Regions from separate parts of the Mus musculus genome. Here region 2 is linked to region 1. A link is a contact called in public promoter capture Hi-C data. All regions are on one chromosome and are shown on one strand. Each heading gives the region's core, a stretch centred on a gene start, on an enhancer-like site or on the middle of the called end of the contact. The rest is flanking DNA. Distances are from core to core; before and after follow the strand shown. Region 1 has its middle 19 kb from the start of Loxl4. Region 2 overlaps R3hcc1l (R3H domain and coiled-coil containing 1 like).

What was found. Capture Hi-C pulls out chosen DNA fragments and counts their contacts.
Region 2: a contact with region 1 is called in a promoter capture Hi-C map of adipose tissue. The contact joins two enhancer-like sites. A contact is called at or near these places in 1 of 484 Hi-C or Micro-C datasets (nephron progenitors) and 2 of 9 other capture datasets (adipose tissue and pancreatic islet).

The regions. Positions count from the first base shown.
Region 1 is chr19:42,628,598-42,635,329 of GRCm38.p6, forward strand. No RefSeq gene overlaps it. Among named protein-coding and RNA genes, the nearest start is that of Loxl4, 19 kb to the left of the region's middle. Within about 2 kb of position 3,119, at least 90 of the 459 cell types and tissues checked have an H3K27ac peak or open chromatin away from gene starts, as enhancers often do. A contact at or near this core is called in adipose tissue, where this site is marked.
Region 2 is chr19:42,562,416-42,568,639 of GRCm38.p6, forward strand. It overlaps R3hcc1l (R3H domain and coiled-coil containing 1 like), which reads left to right. Exons shown (of 7, transcript NM_177464.4): 2 at 137-1,926. The coding sequence starts at 151. Among named protein-coding and RNA genes, the nearest start is that of R3hcc1l, 47 kb to the left of the region's middle. Within about 2 kb of position 1,831, at least 15 of the 459 cell types and tissues checked have an H3K27ac peak or open chromatin away from gene starts, as enhancers often do. A contact at or near this core is called in adipose tissue, where this site is marked.

The DNA.
Region 1 (6,732 bases), core at 1,869-4,368:
TATTTAATTTGTGTTCATTAATGCTAAAATCTTGGTTGTAGTTCAAATTTATGGCCTGGTTGTATTTTATATCACTGGCCATATATTGTCTATAGGCCATTGGCTCCTTTCATCTAATAAAACGTTTGGTATACTCATGCCCATTTTATAGGATTTGAAGCATAACTTGAGTGTTCTCGGTGATTTTAGAAACATCCAGTGTTTGTTTTTATGATGCTGTTGGTTGTAACCGTGATAAATTTGTTGTTGGGTTGCTACTAATCTAGGCATAAACACACTTACTATTCAGTGCCTGCAGGATGCAGGAGCTGTTCTAGCACAATCCATTTCTATTATGCTGTGGCTAGGAATCTTCTGAGGTAAATGTGAAGCTGTTGTTACACTGACTGTAGCTATTGTTACATTGACTAGAGTTGTTACATATTGTGTGGTTGTTGTTACACTAACTATGGCTGTTGTTACACTGATTGTGGCTGTTGTTACATTGACTGTGGCTGTTGTTACACTGACTGTGGCTGTTGTTTCAGATGGTAAGGCTGTTGGTATATTGGCTATGGCTGTTGGTACATTGATGATATGCAGGTAAAGGGTTGGATGTCAGCAAAGCAATGCTGAGAAGCAAAGTTCTTGATTTAAGACATGACTTCAGCAATTCCTTGTGGGACAGAGTAGGTATGAGTGACACATACGGCTAGAGAGGACCATGCAGGTCTCTTCCTGCTCTTTGGCCAGGCCAGAACCCTGGACCGGCCAGAGCAACTCTTGCATAAGATCCCCTGGTCTTCTACCCTCCGTGAAACTAATGTTGAAGTTATTTTTGGCTGGGTGGTAGAATGTGGGTAGACCCGACCTTCCCTACACAGAGGGCCTTGTTGCTAGTGAATTCATTTTGTGTAACTAAATTTCTAGAATGGATGAAGTGGACTGTTTTATATACTATAAACTCTGGGAGAAGGTTTAGAATCTGATGTTCTTTGAAGATAAGGGAAAAATGGAACAATACAGAAAGAAACCCAACTTTTCCTGAAAACAGAGCATGTGCCAGGCTGCCCTGAGGCTACCCTGTCTCACTGGCCCTGAGGCTAGCCCTTATCTGTGAGGACTCCAAGATCTTCCTAAGGATGAGAAAAGTAAGGTCAGGTAGAGTTAAATAGCTTGTCACTGTCATAGCTCTGCTGTGACAAGGTTTTCCCCAGCGAGGATCCATGCACCCCCCCCCAACCCTAACCTCATGTTTTCTGGGAGATCTTTGTAGTCTGGGACAGTGGAGGGTGAGTCCAAACCCGGGGGAATGAGGAATCAGAGGCACTAGAGAGACCTTAGGGACATGCCCACATTTCTAGCCTCTTTTGCCAGATAGACGCTAGAAGGATGTCGAGAGCTACTTGCCGGACTGGATCTTCCTGGTCGGAGAATACTCTGCACACGCCTGAGAACTTCATTCAAAGCAAAGCATTTTCAAACCAGTATGCGTATCTTCACCTCTGTGTTTCTGGAGGATGTCATGTCCTTGGGATAGACTGGAAGTGACCACACCTGAATCCTAAGCCTTTATTTAGAGCTTAATTCTGATGCTCAGAGGCTCGCTATGCAACAATTGAAGTACCGCAAATTGTGGCCTCGCTGAACCTGCAGGGCTCATTCTGAGCAGAAGCTTGAGGGCCAGAGAAGCAGAGAAACCTGCCCACAGGCACACTGCAGTCCTGACTGGGACAACGGCTGTGAACCAGTTGAAATTCCTCCCACCATGAGCAGGGGTTCACCAGACTCACAATCACTTCAAATACCCCTCCTGCCCCCACCACAAGGTCTCTGTGTAGCCTTGGTTGTCCTGGAACTCACTCTGTAGTGAGTTCCATGCTGGCCTCAAATTCACAGAGATCCACCTGCCTCTGCCTCCCAAGCACTAGGATTAAAGCCACCTAGCTTCTTCAACTCATCTTTAGTCCTGGGTTTTATCTCAGTTCATTAAGTTCTGGCCCCTGCCTTGGCAGGGGAGATGACCTGACTTTCAGGTGAAGGTCAAAAAGAAAAGATGCCCATTCTTAGTGTGCAAACTGGCAAAAACTAGTTTGGGAAGACAATTTAATTATATTTTTTTACAAAGTTAAATATACATATTGCATATAGTCCAACTCACTCCTGGGTGTTTCCCTAAGGGAATAAAAATAGATTTACATAAAAATGTATACCTGAATGCTTTTTTAGCAGCTGGATTCAAAAATCAACAAACAAAAATCCTCAAAACATCCCAAATGTTTTTCAGTAGATAAGTAAAACTGTGGGACATGGTGGCCCCTGCTCAGCCACACAAGGATCAAACGCGATGGCCGGTGACCCTCAGAGGCACCTTGTGGCCACAGGAACTAGCCTCAGCACTAAAGACCTCTTGGCTGCATTTCTAGAACATTTTAGAAGAGGCAAAGCCACAGTGGAGAGAACACGTTAGCAGTGGTCAGGGGTTCTGGATGTGACTGCTAAGGTAGCAGGAGGTTTGGCTAGTAACCTGACTGAAATGGACTGTGTGTGAATCTGCCTAACATAGCAGGCCTTCAAGCTGCTACAAATGAACCATCAGTAAGCCACTCCCCACCCCAGTCAGCCCCCCAGCCCCCTGCACACACACACCCAAAGATACAGTTATCCCAAGGCAACCAACATAACAGCAGGGCTTGACATGTCGCTCAGTAATAGAGCACTTTCCTGACATGCTTCAGACCCTGGGTTTGATAGCCAGCACTCCCAGGTCAGCAATAGCAACACCCTCAGCCAGCTGTATGCTCCAAATAAGATAAAAAGCATGAAGGAAAAGACACGTGGTTGCTAGCATGTACCAGACCTAACAGCGCCAGGAAGGGAAGCATCCCAGGGAGGGGGCTGGTGCTGCAGACCCCACTTTCTGCCGTGCCTTGGCCTCAGAACGGACTTCCCTCTTGACCACCCCCTTCTCCCACCCAGTCTGAAGGAGCACCAGTTCCTAGGCTTTCCCTGGAGTGCCCAGAAGCTGGTCAGGAGGCATCAAGACCCTCTGCGGTCTGGATTCTGGGGAGCAGCTGGCTGGCTCTAGGGACAGAGGTGTGAATCACACTTGAGTGTTACTTGGAGCTCCGCCCACTCCCTGGGATTCCAGAGAAAGGAAAACCACCCTCTGCTTCCACCCCAGTCATCTATCAAAGAGCAGTCTCGCTCCACCCTTTTTACTAGGAAAGACTCCGGAAGCGGAATTAGCTGGAGTCAGCTAAACTAGCCAGGAATTTAGGAAAGCATGCATGAATGACGCAAGGATGCCGGGAAGAGGGACCCCAGGGTAGCAAGCTCCCAGCTGAAGCTGATGCTGGCAGAGTCTCTGCGCCTGTCTGAGGCTATGTAATGACTCCGGGGACACAAGGTTGCATCAGGAAGGAAGAGGGGGAAGAACTCGGTGGTGGCTCTAGCCATTTGTAGCTGGGGGCTGGGGGGGCGGGGTGTACATTCTTGGAATACATTCTTATGGCTTGAAGTGATGGGCTAGGTGTTGGGCAGAGCTGGGCCATCCCAGGTGGCTCTGGGGCCACCAGTGTCAGCAACCAGTACTTTTCCCCGGATTACTCACCCGGCTTCAAAACAACCGCACCCACTTGCTTCGGAGGCTGTCCTGCATTTTTCACCTTTGGGCTATCATGCCAAGAAGAAATATCAGCCCAGGAGGAAGCTTTTGGCCAAGTTCAAAGGGAAGGGCTTTGGGGAATGGAAAGTCCTTTGAAACCTGCCTCAGAGGGTGATGGCCTGACCCAGATTTTCCCTTTTCAAAAATATGCTCAGAGCTCAAAGGCCCGAGTGTCATGTAGACATGGGTGTGACAGAGTTCAAGGAAAACAGAAAACAGGAACACAGCTGCAATTTCACTCAGAGAAACCTCAAACCTGTGTGCAGCCAGCCTCCAGAGCTTTTAGCCTGTTCGGGCACGGTTCTGTGGGGACTCCGGGGACACTAGTAGGGGTTGAGCCTGGAGCACATCCTGTGTCCCTGGCTGCATATTTGGGGCCAATTCCTGTCCCAATAGGAGGACCCTCTACTTCATCCCTCCTGCCTGGCTATCTTAGTTTCCTGAAACCCAGTAGGTGACCCAGCCATCACCCAGTAGGGATCCCCCCACCTGGTGGTGTTTCTGAAGCCTGGCACTTCAAAGACTCCACCCTCCGCAGAGAAGGTGGGCCAGGGTTACATTTCGTGCAAGCATGTCTCCTGTTCTACAGTTTCCAGTCATCTCCATGACAGACAAAAAACTTGTCTATCCTCCTTCCAGCAGGGCAAGAGGGTTTGACCCAGAAAGGATAATCTTGGGTCTCGTCCAAGTTTGATGCCTACCTTTCCCCTGGAGAAAGACTTGGAGGCAGTCTTTTTGGAGATTCCAGTCTAGCTGGGACTGTTCAACCCAGAATTATTCGGTTATCCATTGAGTGATCAGTACCACAACACATATGAGTCTCACCTGAACCCAGCTGCCAGGGGCCCTTGCCGTTCTATGACCTCAAAGCACCTCATCAAAGCAAGTCTCTGCTCTCACATCGCAGGCTCCTGTCTCCTTCATTCTCTCCTATCTGCCACAGACCCTGTGATTGAGTTATGCTTGGCAGCATCTCCCAGCCCAAGCCCAGAGGTGTGTTCTCCACGCTGTGGTGTGGCCCAGACTCTGAGGCATGTCCCTTAGCCAGCTGCTTTTCGGTAGGTTCTGCCCGTGGGAGGCAAGAAGGAGACAAGAAGATAGAAGAGGGAGCTGGACCTTGCTCTTTACTAGATCTCTCACCCAAGGATGGTTGTTTATCTCGGTAGTTAAAGCCAGTTCCTGTGTCTGGGTTTGACACATGGTTCTAGACTCAGCTTCCTTGCGTCCTTCAGATGTACGAAGCAAAGTCACACCTCCCCTAGAAGCCTCATCTTTTCCCCAGCCCTAGCTCCTAGCTTCTAAGAACACCTTTCTGTGTGCTTTTGCCTGGGGCTGGCAGCTGCTGTTTTCAGCCAATCTCAGTACTCTCTATGTATCCATCTAAGTAGCTACCTAAGTATCTATGTATCTACCCATGTACTTATCTATGTATCTATGTATGTATTTATCTATCATCTGTCTTTTTGTCATCCAATAACTAGTTAGCCAATTCACTAGATTAAATTTTCTCTGTTAAAGTAACGGCTGTGGGTTCTGTTTTTCTGACCAGACACTGGCTGCTACACACCCCATGGCTGCCAAGCAGACTGAACAAGGAAGCTATAATTTCCCATCTGTTTTTCATTCATCTAAGGAGTAGGAGGCTGCCACTTTACCTAGTCACCACACTGTGCTGTGGCCATTCCAGCCCAAAAACAAGGAATCCTGATATCCTGGTCAGCCCTGTAACCGAATCAGGGGCAAAATTATGGATTCCTCTTCTTCTTAGAAGTAGTAGGACACAGAAATCACTAGAAGAGAGGGGTTACAGTTGTCTGCCTTCAGGGCTCCTTGGGCTTACAGACACCCCCTTGGTCATGCGACATCCCTCTAAATTCCCGATTTCAGAGTTTCTCCAGGGTTACCCTTTTGTGCCCATCTCTCTGCCTGTAGCCAGTTAGGGATGACCCCTATGGTACAGTGGAATTTCTCAGGCCCCAAAGGGAACGAGGGGCTTCCAACACACTCAGCAGCAAGGTTGACCCTTCCTCCTCTTAGCAGCAACAGAAAGTCAGGACTGGAAGAGCCCAAGGACCAATTGTCCCCATGCTGCCATGTTTTTACTGATGGTCACAGAGAGGTTGGACAGGAAGCTAAAGTCCCACAGTCATTAGGAGCTGTGGCTAAAGCAGGGTTCTCTGTCTCCAGAGAACTCCCGGCTCCTCTCACGGGCACAGTGAAACCAATCGGTTGCTGGGTCTCCGAAGGCCAACTGAGTTAAAAGAGTTAAACTCTGCTAAGCCTCGCTTCCTCTGAGTTCTCCCACTTTGATCTCTGTCTCACCTGTCTGTGAGAGAATTTATAGCCTGGGTAAATTGATGGGGGAAAAAAAATCCACCCTAAATGTGGGTAACTCCATCCCATAGGCTGGGGTCTTGGACTGAATAAAAAGAAAATGACTGAACACCATCATCATCTCTGATGTGGATACAACCTGGCCAGCTTCCTTCACATCGACTTGGCAGCCTTTAACTAAGATCTTGTTCTCAAACCACAGGCTTGGAGGGACCATTCTATTGAAGGTTTCTGGGAATCAGGCAACATCCCATCTATAGGCGTCCAGACACAGTGTTCTATTGATCAGCCCTGGTTACTCCCTAAGGTGTTTCATTTTCTCTGGCAAGCTTGACAGGGGAGAAGAGAGACATCACCTCCCTTTGAGCTGCAGAGGCAGAGGCTGTTCTTAGAAAGCGTATCTAGATTCTGTCCCTACCATTAGAGAATCACAATTTCCGTTTGCGGCAGGAGACCTTTTTACCTTGATTCAATGCCTTTAAAGTCCAACGAGACTAAAAGTCTCACCTGGGAAGGTTCTTAACACCACACTTCTGTCTGTCTCCCCACTGAGCTTCCCCAACAGCCCCGTGTGTGTGTGTGTGTGTGTGTGTGTGTGTGTGTGTGTGTGTGTGTGTGTGACTGAGGAGTTTAACTCTCTAATTGATTTCCATGCTCAGCCAGATGGAGTCACAGTGCCTACACAGATAGCAGAGGTGCTTCAAGGCTGTCCTCATGCTGGTGTGGGGAGCAGGGATGCAGACGGGGGTCTG
Region 2 (6,224 bases), core at 581-3,080, 67 kb before region 1:
AAGTATTTTATGTCAAGTTTTTTTAAGTCAATGATTGCTGACAAACAAACAAACAAAAGAACAGATTAAAATACTTAAAAACTTCATTCTTGGAATTTTTTTGTCTTTTATTATTAACCCTTTCATTTTCTTTCAGATTGAAGTGGTGCCATGCAGCAAGAAGCAGAGAGATGTAGAGTTCGAACCAAAAGGCCTGACATGGCACTCTATGTACCTAAAGCTCGAAGGGGAACAGCTCTCCTCAAGTCAAGTGACCAGGAGGAAGGCCATGGGCCTCCTGCCTTTGTGCCAAAAGATCAAAAAGAAGGTTGTCTTCCCCAGAAGATCTCTGCAAGTAAACCCGAGTCCCAGAGACGAGGTGCAGGCCATTCTGATAGGAAGGATGTTGACTGTAGGGAAGGAAAGAGATCTGCATCACAACTAAGGAAAGACAGGTGCCCACAAAAACAGAATAAAGAGAAGGCTTGTTCTAAGAAAGGAGCTGAAGAATCCACAGAAGCCTCATCCCAAGAACATCAACACAGAGCTCCCGACGCTGGGATTGTATCTAGTATACCTTTACAAAGACTTTTTAAACCAAAGGACATGGACTGTTGGGAAGTTCAGACTGCGGGAGCGACAGGACACTGGCGGGTGTCTCCATCTCAGTCTTCCTCAGAAGTCAGTGCTGCTCAGGTTCCAAGCAGACCATTCCAGAATGTGGAACTCTGTGATTTCAGTGGGGAAACTTTTGTAAATAGAAATTTGGAAAGCAGCATTGTAACTGAGGCCAAAGTTCCAGAGCTAGTCTCCCAATTTCCTCAAGTTGTTACCACTCTGCTGAAACCAGATGGTATGGCTATGCCAGTAACACTAAGTTCTGATTCTGAAACTGCACCATCCAGTCTGGAAACACCAGATGGGATGTCAAAGCACAGTCCTGGGGACATCTCTGTGGTTTCTGTTCCTGGAGGTCCAGATGAAGATGTTGATTCAACTTTTGTAGACTTTGAAGTTGAGAGTGAGGGTACAGTCAACAGTACAGAGTCTGTCTTGGGTCAAAAAGGTGTAGATTCCATTCTTGAGACTGTGGATAACGTTTCTCTTAAAATGGCGGTAGTCAGCAAATTAGAGAGCACAAATGGCACTATTGATCCAGCAGTGACTAGAGAATGTGAGAGTGACAGCTCTGCTGATGAGTTATGTGTAAAGTCTGAACCTTCTGATACAGCGGTCCTCGTGCATGAAATAGACACAGATGATGGATTTAGGAATGTATGTGACAGTACCAGCAAGGCTTGTATGGTGGACATTGCAGGTACAGCTTGTGACCCTGTAACTGAAGGCAGCTCTTGTACAGGTGCAGTTGGAGAATCTGGTGAGAGTAGTGGCAACATGAGAAATTTCTCAGATTATATAGAAATGAGTGCAGATGTAGCTCCACTTGATAGAGCTAAGAGTGAGAACGACTCTGAAAACATTAGCAGCCTAAGTGCTTGCTCAGATATTTATGCTGAGAGTATTGCATCTGGTTTTACAGAGTCAACAGGAAAGTTGATAGAAAGTGTGTCAGATGGTGCTTCCTCTTTACCCATAAAGAAGACTGCTGATAGTAATATTGCCACTTGTCTGGACTCTGAACTGAGTATGTCAGATGCATCAGACGTACTTTTGGAGAGTGCCTTGGGCAGTGATCTGGATACCACTGAGGAGATGACAGAGGCCTTGCACGACCTAAAAACTGCTGAAGAGTTTAAAACAAAAGAGGAAGATTACTCAGAGAGTGTAGTGTGTGGCATATCATTTTCTGATTCATCTGTGGAAACATCTGTAGATCTAAAAACAACAGACACTTCTCACATACAAGGAAGTAGTGCTGTGGAGGAAAGCTGGGAATCTATGTTTAATGATGATGGTGATTGTGTAGATCCACGTCTTCTACTAGAGGTATGCTCTCTTGAAATTACTTGATATTTAGACTATTTATAAATTAGGGAGTCTAGATTTGAAAGTATTTCTGATCGACAGTGTATATATTCATTCATTTTCTCATATTAAATTTAAGAGTTCTTATTAATGGTAATAGCCTGATAGGATTACACATTGAGAAAAGACTGATAGATATGGAAAAGTTAAAATATATATAATCCTGCTGTATCTGTAATTGCTAAGTCCTAAGAGGTGTTACATTGAATAGATTAAATATGAATTTAATGGATTCTGGCTGCTCGTTGAGGAAATACAGACCAGGAACCTTGAAATATTTTTCTGTGTTGACAACATATTTTTACATTAGCCATTTGGGGGAAGGAAGTAATTTATAACTTAATTGTTTGTTCTTATTTTTTAGTGAATTTTGGAATATTGTTGAAAACTGTAGAAGGAAGTAGAGAAGGAAATGAATGAATATGGCTATTTTTTAAAGAGTTGATACTGACTTAAGTTGACTAAATGACTTGAGTCTGTAAGGAACTATAAGTGAATAATGATGCGCTGACTAGTCAGAGTTCATAAATACAGAATGTGTGACTTGAAGGCATATTTTAACATTTATTCTCTCTGCTGTTTAAATTCTTTATTACAAATTAGGACCACTGTTTTTAAATAGAGAACCACTTTCTCTTTCATTTCTTATTGTGGGTTCATACAGCCTTGGTCTAGACTGGAGGATTTTTTTTTTTTTTCGAGACAGGGTTTCTCTGTGTAGCCTTGGCTGTCCTAGAACTCACTCTGTAGACCAGGCTAGCCTCAAACTCAGAAATCTGCCTGCCTCTGCCTTCCAAGTGCTGGGATTAAAGGCGTGTACCAGCACGCCTGGCTAATGTTTTTATGTTGTGTGGTTTTTTGTTTTTTTGTTTTTGTTTTGTTTTTTTTTTGTTTTTTTTTTTAAGATTTATTTATTTATTATATGTAAGTACATTGTAGCTGTCTTCAGACACTCCAGAAGAGGGCATCAGATCTTGTTACAGATGGTTGTGAGCCACCATGTGGTTGCTGGGATTTGAACTCCGGACCTTCGGAAGAGCAGTCGGGTGCTCTTACCCACTGAGCCATCTCACCAGCCCCAGGTTTTTTGTTTTTAAAGATTTATTTATTCATTAAATGTAGGTACACTGTAGCTGTCTTCAGACACACCAGAGAGAGCATCAGATCCCATTACAGATGGTTGTGAGCCACCATGTGGTTGCTGGGATTTGAACTCAGGACCTACAGCAGAGCCATCTCTCCAGCCCGAGAAATGGTTTGTTTATGATCTAGGTGGTTATTCTTAAGTCTGACATCAGGGTTTCAGTCCTGTCTGAAGCGGTTATTTATATTTATGTTCTTCCTAGCAGACAATGTCTTCACCTGAACGGTTTTGTTTGAGTCATTTTTAAAATGATAATGATGAGTTTCTTGTTTGTTTAAATGAGGTGTATAGAAAAATACCACCCAACTATGAAAGAGACCCCCAAGACTAAAGAGGACAGCATGTTGGACAGAACCGACTTGCCACTATGAACCACTCCTTCATTCTTAGGTGCTTACACAGTTTCCCTATTACTGTAGTGAGTGCTTCCTGAGATCAAGTCAGGAAACATCTTACACATTCCTTAGAATGAAATACAGAAGGGACAGTAGTTGTGAGTGAACACCCATGATCCTTTTGAATTTATATCAGAATTGCATATGTGCAGTGCATTTACTCATAGCCTTCCTTAATCAGATTCACAAAGGCAGTAAGTGGTTCCTAGAGTATGGTGTTTGGGCGAGCAGGTTACATATCATCTGAGAACCTCTTAGAATTGCATTTTCTTTAGCCCAACAACTTACCTGTTAACTTTTTCAAGTGATTCTGAAACATGTAAAGTTTTACAGTATTTGCTTAAATGTCTGTCAGAATGTGACTGGGAACTCCCTTAGTGGTAGTTATAAAATCCTTACCAAGCAGGAGTTAGCGACCCCTCACAGGCTAGGAAATAGAGTAGATAGAGTGAGATGAATGGAGATGACTTATTACAGTTGAGATCATTGGGAAAGGATCTTAGTCTGAGGAGGAAACTGTTAGACAGGAGCTGACAAAAGGCTGACTTGAGACTGGGAGAGAAAGTAACTCCTTGCAGAAGGCAGCTGTGCACACATGACAGTGCTTAGTAACTGGAAGGATGGGCATGAGCGGTTAGAATTCAAGTGCTGTCTCTTTCAGGTTGGCCTCTACCAACCTTGAAAACATCATTGTCAGTATTCAGATTCTGGGGAATTTCAGTTTCATTTGTATTTTGGAAGAGGGGATCCATGCATGCAACTGGATCTTTCCCATCTAGGTACAGAAGCATTTAGGCAACAGCTGAGTGTTTTGAGAAGCATGGTCACATAGTCAGAAACTACTGGCTGACTAAATGCTGGGGATGCCAAGAACATGCTGTGCTTTGACCTGAAGACAGTGTTGCTTGCAGCCTTTAGCAGGACTTATGGAAGAGTGGGGCTGTGGTAAGGATGAGGGCGGATGAACAGAGAAGGAATCAGATAGGCTGTGCGTACAGGAAACTCAACTCTCTTCTGGTTTTTTGAAGGATGCCACAAGTCTAATATCTCAGTTTATTATTTATATTACACAAACATACTTTATTAAATGCAGGACTAGAGTGCTTATCTATCTTGAAAGTTTTCCAACAGAAGACTTTGGCTTTTTTCCAAGTTGGCCTATTTATTTGTTGACAAAGCCTAGACATAAAAGCATATCTAATGTTTCTAATAGGTAAGAAGAAGATAGGCTGTGAAGTAGACTATGCCACCCTTTGATTAATAAATGACATTTGAACCTCTAAGACTGGTCAGAGGAAACTTGAACATAGTTAAGTCATGAGTCATTGAGGTCCAGAACTGCAACCCTTAATGCATTGTCAAAGATCACATTTCATCTTCTATTTTTATTTTTTATTTTACTATATTTGTTTGTTTTTCTTCAAGGCAGGGTTTTGCTCTGTAGCCCTGGCTATTCTGGAATTCACTCTGTAGACCAGGATGACCTCAGACTCAGAGATCTGACTGCCTCTGCCTCCCAAGTGCTTTAATTAAAGGCATGCGCCACCATCACTTGGCCATTGCATTTCATTTTTTTTAAAGCCAGGATATGGGCGCCCACCTAGTAATTTAAACAAGTAACCAGTAAAGCAGAGAATGTTGGCATGTGTCCTGTTTTCTCTCTAGAAATGAACTGTTTCCCAGGAAAATATCAACAAACAGAACTTGCATAGCCCCTGCCACCTCCTGTTATGGCCATCAGACTTATGGTTAGAGTAAATGAGGTACCAACAGAACAGCACTGTTGTTCTTAATGGCTATTTCCCTTGGGTACCTTCATTGGCAATATGTAGTCTTTTGAGTTTTTGCATAGAAATAAATAGGTAGGTAGTCTGCAGTTTTAGTCTTTTTGTTACAGAAAGCCACTGCCGTTTCATAGCCATTAGAATTGGGCACCAAAGTAAGGGAGCTGCATCCATCTCCACTCAGTACACTAACTGGCATCCTAACGTCCTCTGTCTCCCTCTTAGAGTCTTCTGCAAAAAAAAAAAAAGAACCCAAGTTAGAAAGAAAAAAACGTATAAAAACATACAGTTCAGACACTTAGAACATGTATGAAATATGAGGGGAGGAAAGCCCTTTATAACGTAGCTTCCAGAGACCATGGTTTTAAGTGGATGGTATTGAATAGCAAATATTGAACGCTTGGAGTTTGACACTATAAATTGCAAATAGCAAGATGTTATTTTTACTACTATATTAAAGGCATTGTGCTATGTTCTAAAATTATATTTTATTGAGAGAGAAAATATATAATTATATGATCATATAACCACAATAGCAATCTGATGGGTGATTAATTTAAATCAATGGAGCTGGAGAGATGGCTCAGCGGTTAAGAGCACTGACTGCTCTTCCAGAGGTCCTGAGTTCAAGTCCCAGCAACCACGTGGAGGCTCACAACAATCCGTAATGGGCATCCAATGCCATCTTCTGCTGTGTCTGAAGTCACATATATGAAATAAAAATATGGCTGGAGCGGGGCCAGAAAAAAAAAAGAAATCAGTGACTGCAGCAGCCACACGCGAGCTGTAGTGATATTATTTGATTGCTAATGAATGGCACTGACTAAAATGATGAGACCGCCCAGGGTTAATAACAGTCTCATTTTGGGGAGGCCATAGAGCTAGGGAGACAGTGACAGTTCCTTTTCCATATTGTCCTGAGTCCCTAACTTCTTC